Linked DNA regions of Mus musculus: region 1 is linked to region 2. The links are chromatin contacts, called in public Hi-C maps. All regions are on one chromosome and are shown on one strand. Each heading gives the region's core, a stretch centred on a gene start, on an enhancer-like site or on the middle of the called end of the contact. The rest is flanking DNA. Distances are from core to core; before and after follow the strand shown.

Region 1 (6,135 bases), core at 2,244-4,743, 160 kb after region 2:
TAGGCTCTAGCCGTCTAAAGTTGTAGGTGCAGGTAGGAGTGATGTCCGGTGTAACAAACACACTCTCTTCCAAAAATTTACCTAGCGCAGTGGTTCTCAACCTCCCTAATGCTGCGGCCCTTCAACACAGTTCCTCATACTGTGGTAACCCCCAACTCTAAATATATTTCCACTGCAACTTCATAACTGTAATTTTGATACTGTTATGAGTCACAGTGTAAATATCTGATATGCAGGATATCTGGTGTGACCCCTGTTATAAAAGGAACACTTCAGGACCCAAAAGGGGTCACGACCCAGGCTGAGAACCACTCGTCTAGAGACTACCATCTCCAGTTGTAAAATGAGGTCCAGGTATTGGCTGGTGCTTTCTCTGCATGCTACTGATAGGTCGTCCCTGCTCTTCCAAGTGTGTCTCCTCCTGCTTGTTCCACACAGGTTCCATAGTCTCGCAGGTAAACAGGGCACACTGTTTACCACTTGTATCCTTTAAGAATCCCTACCCCACGCCCCCCACCCCAGCCCCACCCCCCGCCCAGTCAGGAAGTAGTGGCTAATCGATGGCTTGCTTTGGTTCAAGTGGCAGCAGCAGAGATGAGGGCTGAGATGTGTGTGGGACAGAGTAACTACATACAACTCCACTACTGCATTAAAGAGAGAGAGAGAGAGAGAGAGAGAGCGAGCGAGCTGGGTGGAAGTGGGCGGAGTCAGGTTGCTGTAGGTAGGAGGAAGTTGACCCACAGTGGGCTGAAGAGTGTTCGTTCACACACTCTGCTGTTGCTGGTCTCTCTTCCAGAAGGTTCTCCCGACAGGTTGCAGCTGGCTGGTTCTCTCTCCCTCCTTACCTAAGCATAAATGTCACCACCTCCAGGAAACCTTTCTTGACCACCCTGAACCAATGGCCTCTTGGTGTGTCCGTCTGTCCCATTACAAAGGTTCTCCTTTGCTTTGCCTTAGGATACATCTTATTATCTGATGGCACAGTGTCCTGACGACTTTTGTTTCCTTCCCAGGGAGGGGGTCGTTGCGCATGTCTTGGAAGTGAGGTGAGCACAGTAGAAATTCAGCGACCAAATGGAAAAAGCTAAGTCCAGCCCGGTGCCCACAGAGCCCTTTGGCGTTGGTTTTCCGCTTCCTGATCTGTGCTAATTCAAGCAGCACCCACGAGGTGACTCAGGAGAGCAAGTCTGTCAAGGTCACAGTTGGGCACTCTGTAAAACTGCAGTACCAAATAGCTTCGTCCCCCCTGCCAATGTCGGCTGCCTGCCCCAGCTGTTCTAAAAAGCACCCAGCGTGTCCACAAAGGCCTCCCCACTAGGACTGAACCCCACATTCAGTTTTCTTATCTGTGAAATGGAGCTGTAAGAGCAGGGGAGACTTGGCAATTACAGAGATGTGGACAGATAGTAATATTCATCTGTGAATGCCTAACTTGTTCAAAATGCTTTTTAAAATAAAATTTAAGCCGGGTGTGGTGGCGCACGCCTTTAATCTCAGCACTAGGGAGGCAGAGGCAGGCAGAGGCAGGCAGAGGCAGGCAGAAGCAGTCGGATTTCTGAGTTCCTGGCCAGCCTGGTCTACAAAGTAAGTTCCAGGTCGGCCAGGGCTACACAGAGAAACCCTGCCTCAGAAAAAAATAAAAAATAAAAATTTTTAATTTTATATAAATTCGTGCATCAATAAAGTGATCTATGAACTTGAGAAAGTGGGTGCCCATGGGAGTACTAGCTCTCCCAAATCCGGACTTACATTTGGCATGTGTGCTGTGAACAGGCTCAGGTCATCTGCAAATGAAGTATACACTCCACACCACTGAGCTGTCTCCACACACACAATTTATCAGGCAAATTTACCACTCTGCACAACAACCATACAAGTTAGGCCCTCACTGTCGCCTAGCCCGAGAAACCAAGACGCAGACAATGGAAATGCCTTATCCCTCACAGCTAGACAGACTCTGTCATAAAAGGTGTTTTGTTTTGTTTTATTTTGTTTTGTTTTGTTCAGCCTACCCCCAGAAGGCAGGGAGAAAGCTTCATTCTAAGCACCAGTAACAACAGCTAATCTAGGTTGTCAACTTGACACATCTGAGAAGAAAGAACCTCAATTGTCACTTGTCTGCATCAGATGGGCCCGCAGGCATGTCTGGGGTGCGGTGCGTTATCTTGATTGCTAACTGTGGAGGTGGGATAAACACACTTTGGGTGGTGCCACCCCTGAGCGGTGGTCCTGGGTTAGGTAAGAAAGGTAGCTAAGGAAACCTGTAAGTAGCTCTCCTCTGAGCTCTCTGCTTCAGTGCCTGCCTCTCGGTCAGTGTTTCACAACCTGTGTTGCGACCCCCCTGAGGGCTAACCAACCTTTTCACAAAGATCAGATATCCTGCGTGTCGGATATCTACGTTACGATTCCTAACAGTTACATACGATTCCTAACAGTAGCAAAATCATAGTTATGAAGTAGTAATGAAACAATGTTCTGGTGGGGGTCGCCACACCGAGCTAGTTTCTGTCTGGAGTGCCTGCATTGGCTTCTCAAAGATGGGCTATAAATCAAAGAAGCCCTTTCTCCCCACAAAGTTGCTTTTGATAACTGTTTTTGTTACAGCAACAGTATACTAAATTAGGACAACACCCCAGTCCTAACAAGGTTGCTGGGGAAAACAGAGGCACAAACAGCTGTCTCATGAAATTGGGAGCACCGGGGAGGAAACGGGGAACTGGCTTAGACACTATTTGCTTCTCGGGCTTGATTCTGCCTGGCCTGATTTTTCGTAGGATTCAGTGTGGGTCCTACACTGAATAAGGAATAAGATAAGGAATTTGAGCTGGGCAGAGGCAGAGAGGCAGAGGAGGCAGAGGCAGCCAATCTTTGAATTCAAGGCCAGTCTGATCTACAGATTGAGTTCCAGGACAGCCAGAGCTACACACAGAGAAACCCTGTCTCAAACAAACAAACAAACAAACAAACAACAAAACAAGGACTAGAGAGATGGCTCAGCAGTTAAGAGAACTGACAACTCATCCAGAGGTCCTGAGTTCAAATCCCAGCAATCACATGGTGGCTCACAACCTTCTGTAATGGGACAGGTGGAGTGTAGTCACGTACATAAAATAAATAATTAAAAAAACAAACAAAAGACAAGGAATTTAGTTAGTTACTGCTGCCCTACTGAGGTGCACAACCAGGGGCCTGAGTCTTTTCTTCCTAAGCCTCCATTTCTTCATCTGGGAGAGTGTGGATTTGAGGTATATGTTGATTTGTAAACCAAAAAGACTTTGGGGCTGGGCACAGGTTAATGACTTGGGTGCGATTCTAACCCACTAGGTTGGTCTATTAAAGATGAAAAGTCACAGAAGGCTGCCAGCATGCCCTTGGTTCTAGTAAGGAAGGAGGCTGTGGGCCTGAGCTCTCAAGTCTCGAAGTCTGTGGGGCAGGTGGAAGTGAGGCTGTCACTCCACCCGACACATTTCCTCTGTGAAGTGGGGGCGTCCCCTTGACAGCTGGGTTCCTTTTCCGGGACAGGGCTCCTAAGTCCCAGAGCTGAGTTGAAGACTGGCGAGCAGTGCTCCCCAGATCTGTAGGAGGGGCATTTACACTGCGGGAGGTGAGCTGTTTTGACTAAAGCATTGCTTAGAGAAGGGTGGTGGCAGCATGAGAAGGGGAAGCTGCTGAGTTGAGTCGCTCAGCTAGCCCACTCCCACCCCCTTTTCTCCCTGGGGACAGGAAGAGTCGGGGAAGTCCCAGCCTGACCTTAGCCCATGGTCCCTGACTTGACTTACTCCAGGATCCACAGCCCCTGTCTTGTCCTGATCCCTTGTCTTAGCAGCTCCTGACGCCCCCCTCCCAACCTGCCACACACACTTTTCTCCTACTGATTCTCTTGCACATAGCTCCCCAAACCTCTGTGTCCCTCCGGTACTAGATGAGAGCCTTTGGATGGTGTCCAAACAACCCCACCATGACACCACCCCTCTGCCCAGGAACCTCCCCAGCCTCACCACAGCTTCCTGTCTGAAGATGTCAGGGCTCAGGGGAGGCTACTGGAGCTGTGAGTGCTGTGGCCCCACCCCCTCTACCTCTTGAGCACCCAGTGCTCAGTAAAGGGCTGGGGTGACTCTGACTACTTCCGCAGGATGGGGACAAGTAGCCACAGGGGCCTTCCATATGGGCCCTGTGGGCATGGACCTAGCGTTCCGTTTTGGGTTTAGAAGAAAATTCAACTTTGGGGGGTCATTCCTGTCCCGTAATTCTGATCACAGCTGACTGGAAAGGCAGGCTGCTCTCCCCAGTTCTAGAACTTTCTATGGCACTTTCTAGATTCATCTCTAACTCAGTCATTGATCTCACCCCCTTAAGCCTCCCCTTTTCTCTAGTCTAGACAGTTACTGACCGTCATTTTCCCCCACATTAGCCCAAGAGGCAGCCACAGGTAGAGCTGACTCATCTCGCCAATGATGAATTCATTTATTCCACAGAATCTTCTAGAGCCTCCTCCGGACAAACCCTGTGCACACACGAGAGGAATGACCCAGCCTCACAAGCACACTGCTCTCTGGCCAGGGAATTTCCTCCTGCCATTAGAATTTCCCTAGTCACCGAGGGACATTCTTGAGGGCCCATCTAGATTCTCCATCAGAAAAGTGTGTGTGGCCCGTCTAGATTTCCTGCAGAAAGAGATGGGGCCAGAGCCATGTGTGGTGGTGCATACCTCAGGAGGCTGAGGTAGCATCAGAGGGCAGGGTGGGCTACTCAGGATGTTTTGAGGCTAGGAAGAGGAACAGAGACCCTGTCTCAGACAGACAGACTCACTCAGATGGAGGGCCTGGGGATGTAGCTCAGGGTAGACCTTAGTTATGCATAAGAGCCTGATTTCCAGCCCTAGCACAAAACAAAGAAGTCTAAAGAACGGTATATGCTGAGCAGCCCAAGAGCCAGTCCCTGCGCTGCTGTGTGTATGGAATTTGATTTAATTCCCTTGACTCTTAGCTCTGAGGAAAGATGAAAATGAGGCTCAGAAGCCTTCAGTGGCACAACCAGTGAACTCAAGTCAGAGTCTCTCTCGGTCTGTTTCCACACACGAAGCAGAAAGTCATAGACAAGATCATTACACCAAGCAATCCTCACAACCTCCTGATGACGGCCACTGGGCTCTCCCTCCATCTCTCCACAGCCTCCTGGGACAAACTCATCCTTCCACCTGGTAGCAGCTCTCTGAGCCCTCACCCTCACAGGACACCGCTGCCCAACATGTCTACTGAGCATCTTTTTTTGTTCCAAGAAATGCCCAAAATGGTCTCTGCTCTGGTCTGGTGCTGGGGGGTAGGTGGGGTGCAGGGGGTGGGGGCTTTCCTGAACAGGGAACTCTGGGATGTGAGAAGAAAGACTGATGGCAGAGGGAGGGAAAAACAGACTTCCTGGCCTCTCCTGTGGGGCGGTATGCAATGACTGTTCAGCCAGAACGTGCCTCAAAGTGCGGTCAATGGTTCTGCCCCTCCTTGGTTCCTAATAAGAGGCATGTGAAAGTGGGTTTTCCAGACAGACTTACTGCTATCTAAGCCACACCTCAGGAATTCCTTCCTCATATACCTGGGGTTGGAAGAGATGGGCGGGGAGCCTCCACTGGTCACTCAGAGGTGTTGGGTGTCTCTCCAATAGAACCTGCCCATTACTAGAATGAGATAAAGACCTGAGGTGGTGACCTCCCCCTCCTGATCTTCTCCAGAAGGGTGGAGAGAGTGCCTGGGTTTGGGGTCCAACTAAGATCAGCGACTGTCACACATGCAGGGGTGGACTAGCAGGGAAGGGGCACTCAATGACGTGGTTCCACCCGTCACTAAACACTGAGTCACAGAGATGGGTGAGGCTCCACCTGGCCCAACCTTTACCCTGCAAAGGCTGATGACATCCCAAAGGGAACCACTGCGTTTGTGGACTATGAGCAGAAGTTCCCTCTCGGAGGTGCTGGCAGTAGCAGAGAGTGCCTTATTTTGATCCAGACTTTAGAGTCTTCCCCCCACCCCCACCCCTGAAACAGGGTTTCTCTGTGCAGCCCTGGCTGTCCTGGAACTCACTCTGTAGACCAGGCTGGCCTCAAACTCAGAAATCCACCTGCCTCTGCCTCCCAAGTGCTGGGAC
Region 2 (6,914 bases), core at 3,692-6,191:
AGCCATCTCTCCAGCCCTGGTTTCCAAATAAATAGATCAAAGTCTTACTTGGGGCACAGCCCTTGCCTTCCACGAATGAGAACATGGAGTTTAGTCACCAGAACTCACATGAAAAAAGCCATGTGTGATGGGGTGCATTTGCGATCCCAGTGTAGGAGAGGCAGAGACTAATGGATCTCCCAGGCTCTCTGGCCAGCCAGCTTAGCCTACACTCAAGGAGCGTCATATCAGTGAAGTCACATCAGTGAGGAACACATCTTATACAAATGGGATCGATGATTCCTAAGGAAAGACACCCAGGACTGTCCGCTGCCTAGACAGGCAGACATCATGCACACACGCATGCTGCACGTGTACACGAAGGCTCATTTCTGGGGCTAGGGATTTGGATCAATTGGTACAGTGCTTGCCTAACACTTGCAATGTGCCAGTCTCCATCCCAAGCATTGCAGAAACCATGAAGGCCCTGTATACCTATATCCAAAACCCAGAAGTCTGAGTGAGGCAGGAGGATTACCACCATGGGTTCAAGGCCAGCATGGGCTACATAGTGAGCTATAGCCAAGTCTAGACCACATTGTGGGACCCTCTCTCAAAATAAAGCTAAGGAGGGGGAAAAATAATCTCATTCCCTAGCCTGGAGAGACAGCATTAGCTTGGTTTCTTTGAACTTCAATCCCAATCCTGCCAACACTTCTGCTCTGGAGTGTGAGGAAGTCACATGACTCAGGGTCACCTGTCCAGAATGTACTGAGGCTACATCACCCCCAGCACTGGTCAGGACTGCTAAGGATGGTGCTGCTCTCTTGTGCTTCTTCCATGCCCCTTTTAGGCACCAGGGGTACAGGCACCCTGTTGTAAGGGGAAGTTCTGTTCGTAATGTCTTATTCCCCATAGGTTCTTGACTTGTCAATAAAGAAGGCCATGGGAGTGGGAGGGAGTAATTGGTAGAGGGAAGGTATAGGTGGGACTTCTGGGTCCCAAGAGGAAAAGGAGACACTGGGAAAGAGAGAGGGGCTTTTCTGTCATACTTAGGAACGAGAAGAAAGCAACAGCTATGTGAGGTCTCGGGGCAGGTATGGCCTGTATCCTCTGCTATGGATGGGTCAAGGATGCCAGGGGGTCAAGGATGTTGGTGGGGACTAGTTGATGCAAGCCACTAAGTTTAGGGTGGAGGGAGAGACTAATTATCAATAAATTGATAAGGGTAAACATTTCCAGGTGGGAGGTATCTATGCCCAACAATTGTGCCACGGAAGACAAGCTATAAAGTGACAAGCTAAGTGTGTGGTTTTTATCTGCAGATTCAAAAGAAATCCTGGTTAGGGCTGCTCGAGATCACTCCCTAGCCTGGAGAGGCAGCATTAGCTTGGTTTCTTTGAACTTCAATCCCAATCCTGCCAACACTTCTGCTCTGGAGTGTGAGGAAGTCACATGACTCAGGGTCACCTGGGGGTGATGCAGCCTCAGTACATACTGGACAGGTGATCCCAGAGCTAAGCAAGGTGGGACAAAAGGGAGCTGGGAGGGGCTGATAACGAGGTCCCAGCTCTCAGACTAAGGCGGAAAACGAACATTTAAAACTACACACGACACCTTGCTGTCTTGCTCTCACTATTCCATAACACGAATCTGGACAAAGGGGCCTGGTGTGTACACACACACACACACACACACACACACACACACACACACACAACAGCTACGGAATGAACAAGTATCAAATATGAGGTGGAACGCCAAGCCACCTGTGAATGTCGGCCCAACAGAAAAGAGCAAGTGCGCCCTGCTCAGCAAAGTCCAGCCTTCCGCCTCAGCAATGGACTCTGCGCCTCTCACAACACCCCAGAGAAAAAAGGAGCCCGCTCTGGACTGGGACAGAAGGCCTCCCGGTGTGTCTTGGATTCCCCTGCCAAAAGCAAACCTTTGGTCTTTCTTTACTCCTCTGTGAAATGGGAAAATGTGTGTCTCTAGAACGTCTGCCAGGGAGGAGGAAGTGACAGAGCCTTCAAGGGGGGAGAAAACAGACACGATGGAGACTGCCAAGTTCTTGGTGACTTATTAAGGAAGCTGGCATCTTCTGCGTGCTACACTCGCGATGAACATGAACCCGCCATCTGGTCTGAAAAGACCCGAGTTCCTCATTATCTCCGTGGCAAATACGCAGTAGATGGAGACTTTGACATACTCTACAAAAACCAGAGTTAAACCAATGTATTCATCATAACCCTAAAGGTTACAGCCTCACTCAGCTAGGTTAGCCCAGAAGAGCCTCTGAGCCAATGGCTCACCTAGCACACTGCCTACTTGTCTGTTGGGTTGTTTGTGGTTTTTTGAGGCAGTATCTCCTGTAGCTCAGTGTAAACTCAACAATGTAACTCAGGAGAACTCCATCTTCCTGTCTCCATCTCCCAAATGCTGAGGTCACAGCCAGAAACCAATTTTTTTCCTTTCTTTGGTTTTTTTTGGTTTTTGTGGTTGTTTTCAAGACAGGGTTTCTCTGTGTAGCCCTGGCTGTCCTGGGGTGTTGTAGACCAGGCTAGCCTCCAACTCAGAAATCACCTGCCTCTGTCTCCTAAGTGCTGGGATTAAAGGTGTGTGCCACCACGCCCGGCTTGTTTATTATTTTCATTTAAGTACACTGAAGCTGTCTTCGGACACACCAGGAGGGGGCATCAGATCTCATTACGAATGTTTGTGAACCATCATATGGTTGCTGGGATTTGAACTCAGGACCTTCGGAAGAGCAGTCAGTGCTCTTAACCACTGAGCCATCTCACCAGCCCCTCATTTCCTTTTTAAAAGATAGGTCTTGCTTTATAGACCAGAATGATCATGATCTTGAACTCAAGACTTCCTGCGTTACTCTCCTAGATCCTGGGGTGACACAGGCACCCCACCATGCCTGCTTCTGCAGCTTTCTGGACTTTGTTTATTCCTTTTTAAGAAGAGGATCGTCTTGAGAGAGAGAGAAAGAAAAAGAGAGAAAGAAAGAGAAAGAGAGAGAGAGAGATCCCTATCTAGCCCCAGAACTTACTATGAAGACCAGGCTGGCCTCAAAATGATGAGGCCAGGTGTGGTTGCACACATCTTTAATCCCAGCACAGAGGCAGGTAAATCTCAGTGAGTTCGAGGCCATCCAGAGCCACACAGTGAGACCCTGTCTTGAAAAAATCAAATGCTGGTGTGCATAACCATACCCAGCTCTTTAATTATTAACCTTTGACTTTCCCCTCTCCCTCTCCCTCTCCCTCTCCCTCTCCTCCCCTCCCCTCCTCTTCCCTCCCCTCTTCCCTCCCCTCTTCCCTCCCCCTCCCCTCTTCCCTCCCCTCTTCCCTCCCCCTCCTCTCCTCTCTTCTCTTCTCTTAGCCAGGGTCTCATCATGTGGCTCTGACTGCTTTTGAATTCACAGAGACTCACCTGTCTCTGCCTTTTGGCTAAGACTTGATTTTTTTATTATTTTAATTAAAAAGTTTCATATTGCCAGCTACACCCAGCACTCAGGAGGCAGAGGGAGACAGATCTGAGTTCGAGGCCAGCCTGGTCTACAGAGTGAGTTCCAGGACAGCCAGGGCTACACAGAGAAACCCTGTCTCTGGGGTGGAATAAAAGCTTCATATTTCTCTTGCTTTCTGTTGCTGTGTGTGCCTTCAACACTTTCAGATGGATTTTCTGTTCCGCAATAATGAAAGCACACTTGATCCTGTCACAGACACATCTAGCACACATGTATTTTGGCTTGGACAACTTCATAGGGACTTCAGGTCTCAAAGCACAAACTGCTCAAAGCCTACCTTCACATGCGCACCACTTGCAGATTTCAGCGTTTTCCTGACGTTCTGGGTATAAACGTAAACAATCCTTTTACAGGGGTTTGGGACACCCTCGTTTTGTTTGACGTTTGTGTTGCAGGAAACCATGCAATGATCGTATGTTGAACGACTGAGCATTCTGAGTGCCCATAAGCGCCATCCCTGGAGGAGCGCTATTTACATTCCCAAATACAGAGGTAGACATAAAAGAGCATCTCTCAATTGTGAACACGATTGAAACTTGAGTTCCCACATTCACACAGAAGCATGCTCGGCACCAAGCAGCAGGCAGCGGTTCTGAATCGCACACAAGCTATGGTGGCAGAGCTGAGCATCTGCAACCGAGAGCAAATCCCGCTCTCAAAGCATCAAATGTTTGCTCTCCGGTTCTTTCCGAGTAAAGTCTGCTGACCCCTGCACCAACAGGGCTCTGGATGGACCCGAGTGCCACTCAAGTTAACAGCTCATCACTTTCAACGTGCCAAGCTGTGCCTGGGTGGGCGCAGAACTGCCCTGTAACAGGCCAATGGCCCAATAATGGTGAAAGGGAGGGGGGATCTCTCACATAGAAGAAACCGAGTTAGAAAAAATGAACTCCTCAAACACACAGAAGAACTCAAGAGTTCTTATATCTCTTGGATTCGGGGTCTGGTACTCACAGCCATGAAAAGAAGGACTGACTGCTTTACAAACGAGCAAAGCACGGCCACGCGTGGTGTGCTGACTCCATTCCCAGGAACGCGCTCTTTCTCCCAATTACAGCCAAAGCCAAGCACCTCAGCAAAGGCCTGTCCCCTCCACGGGCACGCCCATCATCTCTGCTCTATGAGTCGGAAATCCAATTACTGTTGGACGCATAAGAGACCGGACACTTGGACAACTAACTTGCCCGAGCATGCGCAGTCAGTACACAGAGCTGGAATTTGAAGCTAATTCAAGGCTACACCTGGGCTCAGGCTCTAAATGCCACCTCTGCCACTGCCTATTTTTATCACATGCTAAGGGTGAAAAGATGACCCTTGACGCCAGTGATTCCAGTTTCCTGCAGCTAGGTGCAGCCCTCAAGATGACAGGAAGCGGACCCAAGAGAAAGCCGCTTTGTGCCTGCACTGGGAAGGTGCATATCCACCAGGGGGCATCCCTGGTCTTTGCTGAAGATTCAGGCCACATTTGACACAATGCGAGTCAAAGAGGCTGGAACAGGTCAGCCTCCCTCAAGTTCCCTAAGAGTTCCACAGGGCAGAGAACCTGTTACTAAGCATCCACAAATCCTCTTCAGCTTCCTATTATGTCCAGCCCTGTACCTTAGCTTTGTTCAGGATCCAGCTGATGGGTTTCTCCCTAAGAGGAGGGGTACACAGTATCAGCATCAGAGCCCCAGAGGCTGCTGCACTTCAGCTGTACAGGCCAATCTTAGACTCTACATGTGTTAAGGAGCTCAAACATCCATGTAGGCAAGACAGTCATATGCATGAAATAAACAAACAAACAAAAATATAAAATAAAATACAGGGCTACAAAGAGAGACCCAGCCTCAAAGACAAAAACTGGGTGTGGTATTATATGCCATTATATCCAAGCACTTGGAAGGAAGAGGCAGTCAGGGCTACATAGAGAAACCGTATGTCAATAAAAAAAACCAAACAAACAAAGAAAATATGCTATATGCAATACTCTAAAAATTATTAAAATCTTTCTTACTCTAAACTACACAGAGGATGGGACAATATTAATCCCAATGTTTGGGAGCCAGAGACAGGTAGATCTCTGAGTTTGAAGCCAGCCTGCTCTATATAGGGAGTTCCAAGACAGCTATATAAGGCACACCCCAGAATGCACCTTGGATGCCTCTGGACACCTGGGACAATGCCAAGAGCCCTAGTTAAGGTTATGGTCCCATAGGCACCACAAACCCTATTCCTGGGTCCAGCTCCTGCCAGGGAAAGACATAGACTTAACTTTACTTCTTCAAAGAGTACACGAGTCAGATCTATAGATAAAAAGCAAGCAGCCTGGGGTTGAGTGGGCCAAGGAAGGACAGACTCAGCATTAGGACTACATTCCTGGGATTTCCCTTGGAAAACCACTGAGTGGGGTCGCGCATGCAGGACCTCTCTCAGGGCTGGCATACTGCATCACTACATACCACATACGCCATTACTCAGCTCATTTCCCATCAGTGTGACTGGGGTAAGTTGGATTGGAGGGATAAAGAGAGGCTTGAGGGGCCACTGGGGACAGGGCAACCTGTCAGTCAGCCGGAGCTGGCTGGCTGCACACCTGTAACCCCAGCACTCGAGAGGATAAAGAGTTTGAGGCCATCAGGTGCTACACAGTGAGATCCTGTCTCAAAAAATAATAATTTTTTTTTTTTCCTTTTCCCAGGCTGACACAAGTGCAAAAGAGCTGAGTCTCTGAGGAAGGGTCTTAGCATCAGAAAGGACAGTGTCCAAAGAGACAGAAAAGGCAACTGAGTCACAGTTAGAACCAGGTGACAAGGACAGGCTGCCCCTGGAACCCAAGCAAGGTACATCTATGTTATAAACCTGACCTTAGGTTCCCAAGTCAAAGGGCTACAGGGGAATTTTTTAACCCAGAACAAAGCCTGAAGTTCATAAGTGGCCCCATTCCTCTGCTCTCTCCCATCTCTCTGGGCCTCATGGGCTAGCTGGGCTCACACATGGCAGACAAACCCAACCGACTGCAGCTGCAGAAATCAATCCATAGCCCTGTGGCCCCTGGTCTGAATGAAGGCTCCTCAGTCAGTACCAAGAGCCCTGAGCTCATAGCCAGAAGGAGGCTGCTCAAAGTCACACTGAAGCTAACAGGAAGCACATATAGGAACTGACCCCAAACTCTCATGAGCACTACCCTTTAGAAGCAACGCAGATATGTTCCACATGACAGCTCCGACATACTATTAATCACCAGGAGGCTTCAGAGCTGGTTTTTATGCTGCTTCCAACGTACCCACTCATGCAGCTCACGTGAGTAACATTTATCAAATGAGACATTAAGTAGGGGTTCATACCCTCCTCTGCTCCAGTTTCCACCAAGTGAGGCCTCAGGTAAACCTCTTTGGGCCTCAGGTTTCTCATCTAT

The links. A called contact is a pair of places that touch in the nucleus more often than the background predicts.
Region 1: a contact with region 2 is called in a Hi-C map of bone marrow-derived macrophages, with 4 times the contacts expected there. The contact joins two enhancer-like sites. A contact is called at or near these places in 1 of 39 promoter capture datasets (neural stem cells), 21 of 484 Hi-C or Micro-C datasets (the AML12 cell line, B cells, the C2C12 cell line and 15 more), 14 of 115 datasets of contacts at active chromatin or transcription factors (CD8 T cells, the HPC-7 cell line, bone marrow-derived dendritic cells and 10 more) and 3 of 9 other capture datasets (adipose tissue, liver and pancreatic islet).

The regions. Positions count from the first base shown.
Region 1 is chr5:123,125,093-123,131,227 of GRCm38.p6, forward strand. The region is part of intron 2 of Rhof (ras homolog family member F (in filopodia)); the gene reads right to left. Among named protein-coding and RNA genes, the nearest start is that of Rhof, 4.5 kb to the right of the region's middle. Within about 2 kb of position 3,494, at least 141 of the 459 cell types and tissues checked have an H3K27ac peak or open chromatin away from gene starts, as enhancers often do. A contact at or near this core is called in CD8 T cells, bone marrow-derived macrophages and trophoblast stem cells, where this site is marked.
Region 2 is chr5:122,963,595-122,970,508 of GRCm38.p6, forward strand. All of the region lies in intron 4 of Kdm2b (lysine (K)-specific demethylase 2B), which reads right to left. Among named protein-coding and RNA genes, the nearest start is that of Kdm2b, 22 kb to the right of the region's middle. Within about 2 kb of position 4,942, at least 20 of the 459 cell types and tissues checked have an H3K27ac peak or open chromatin away from gene starts, as enhancers often do. A contact at or near this core is called in CD8 T cells, bone marrow-derived macrophages and trophoblast stem cells, where this site is marked.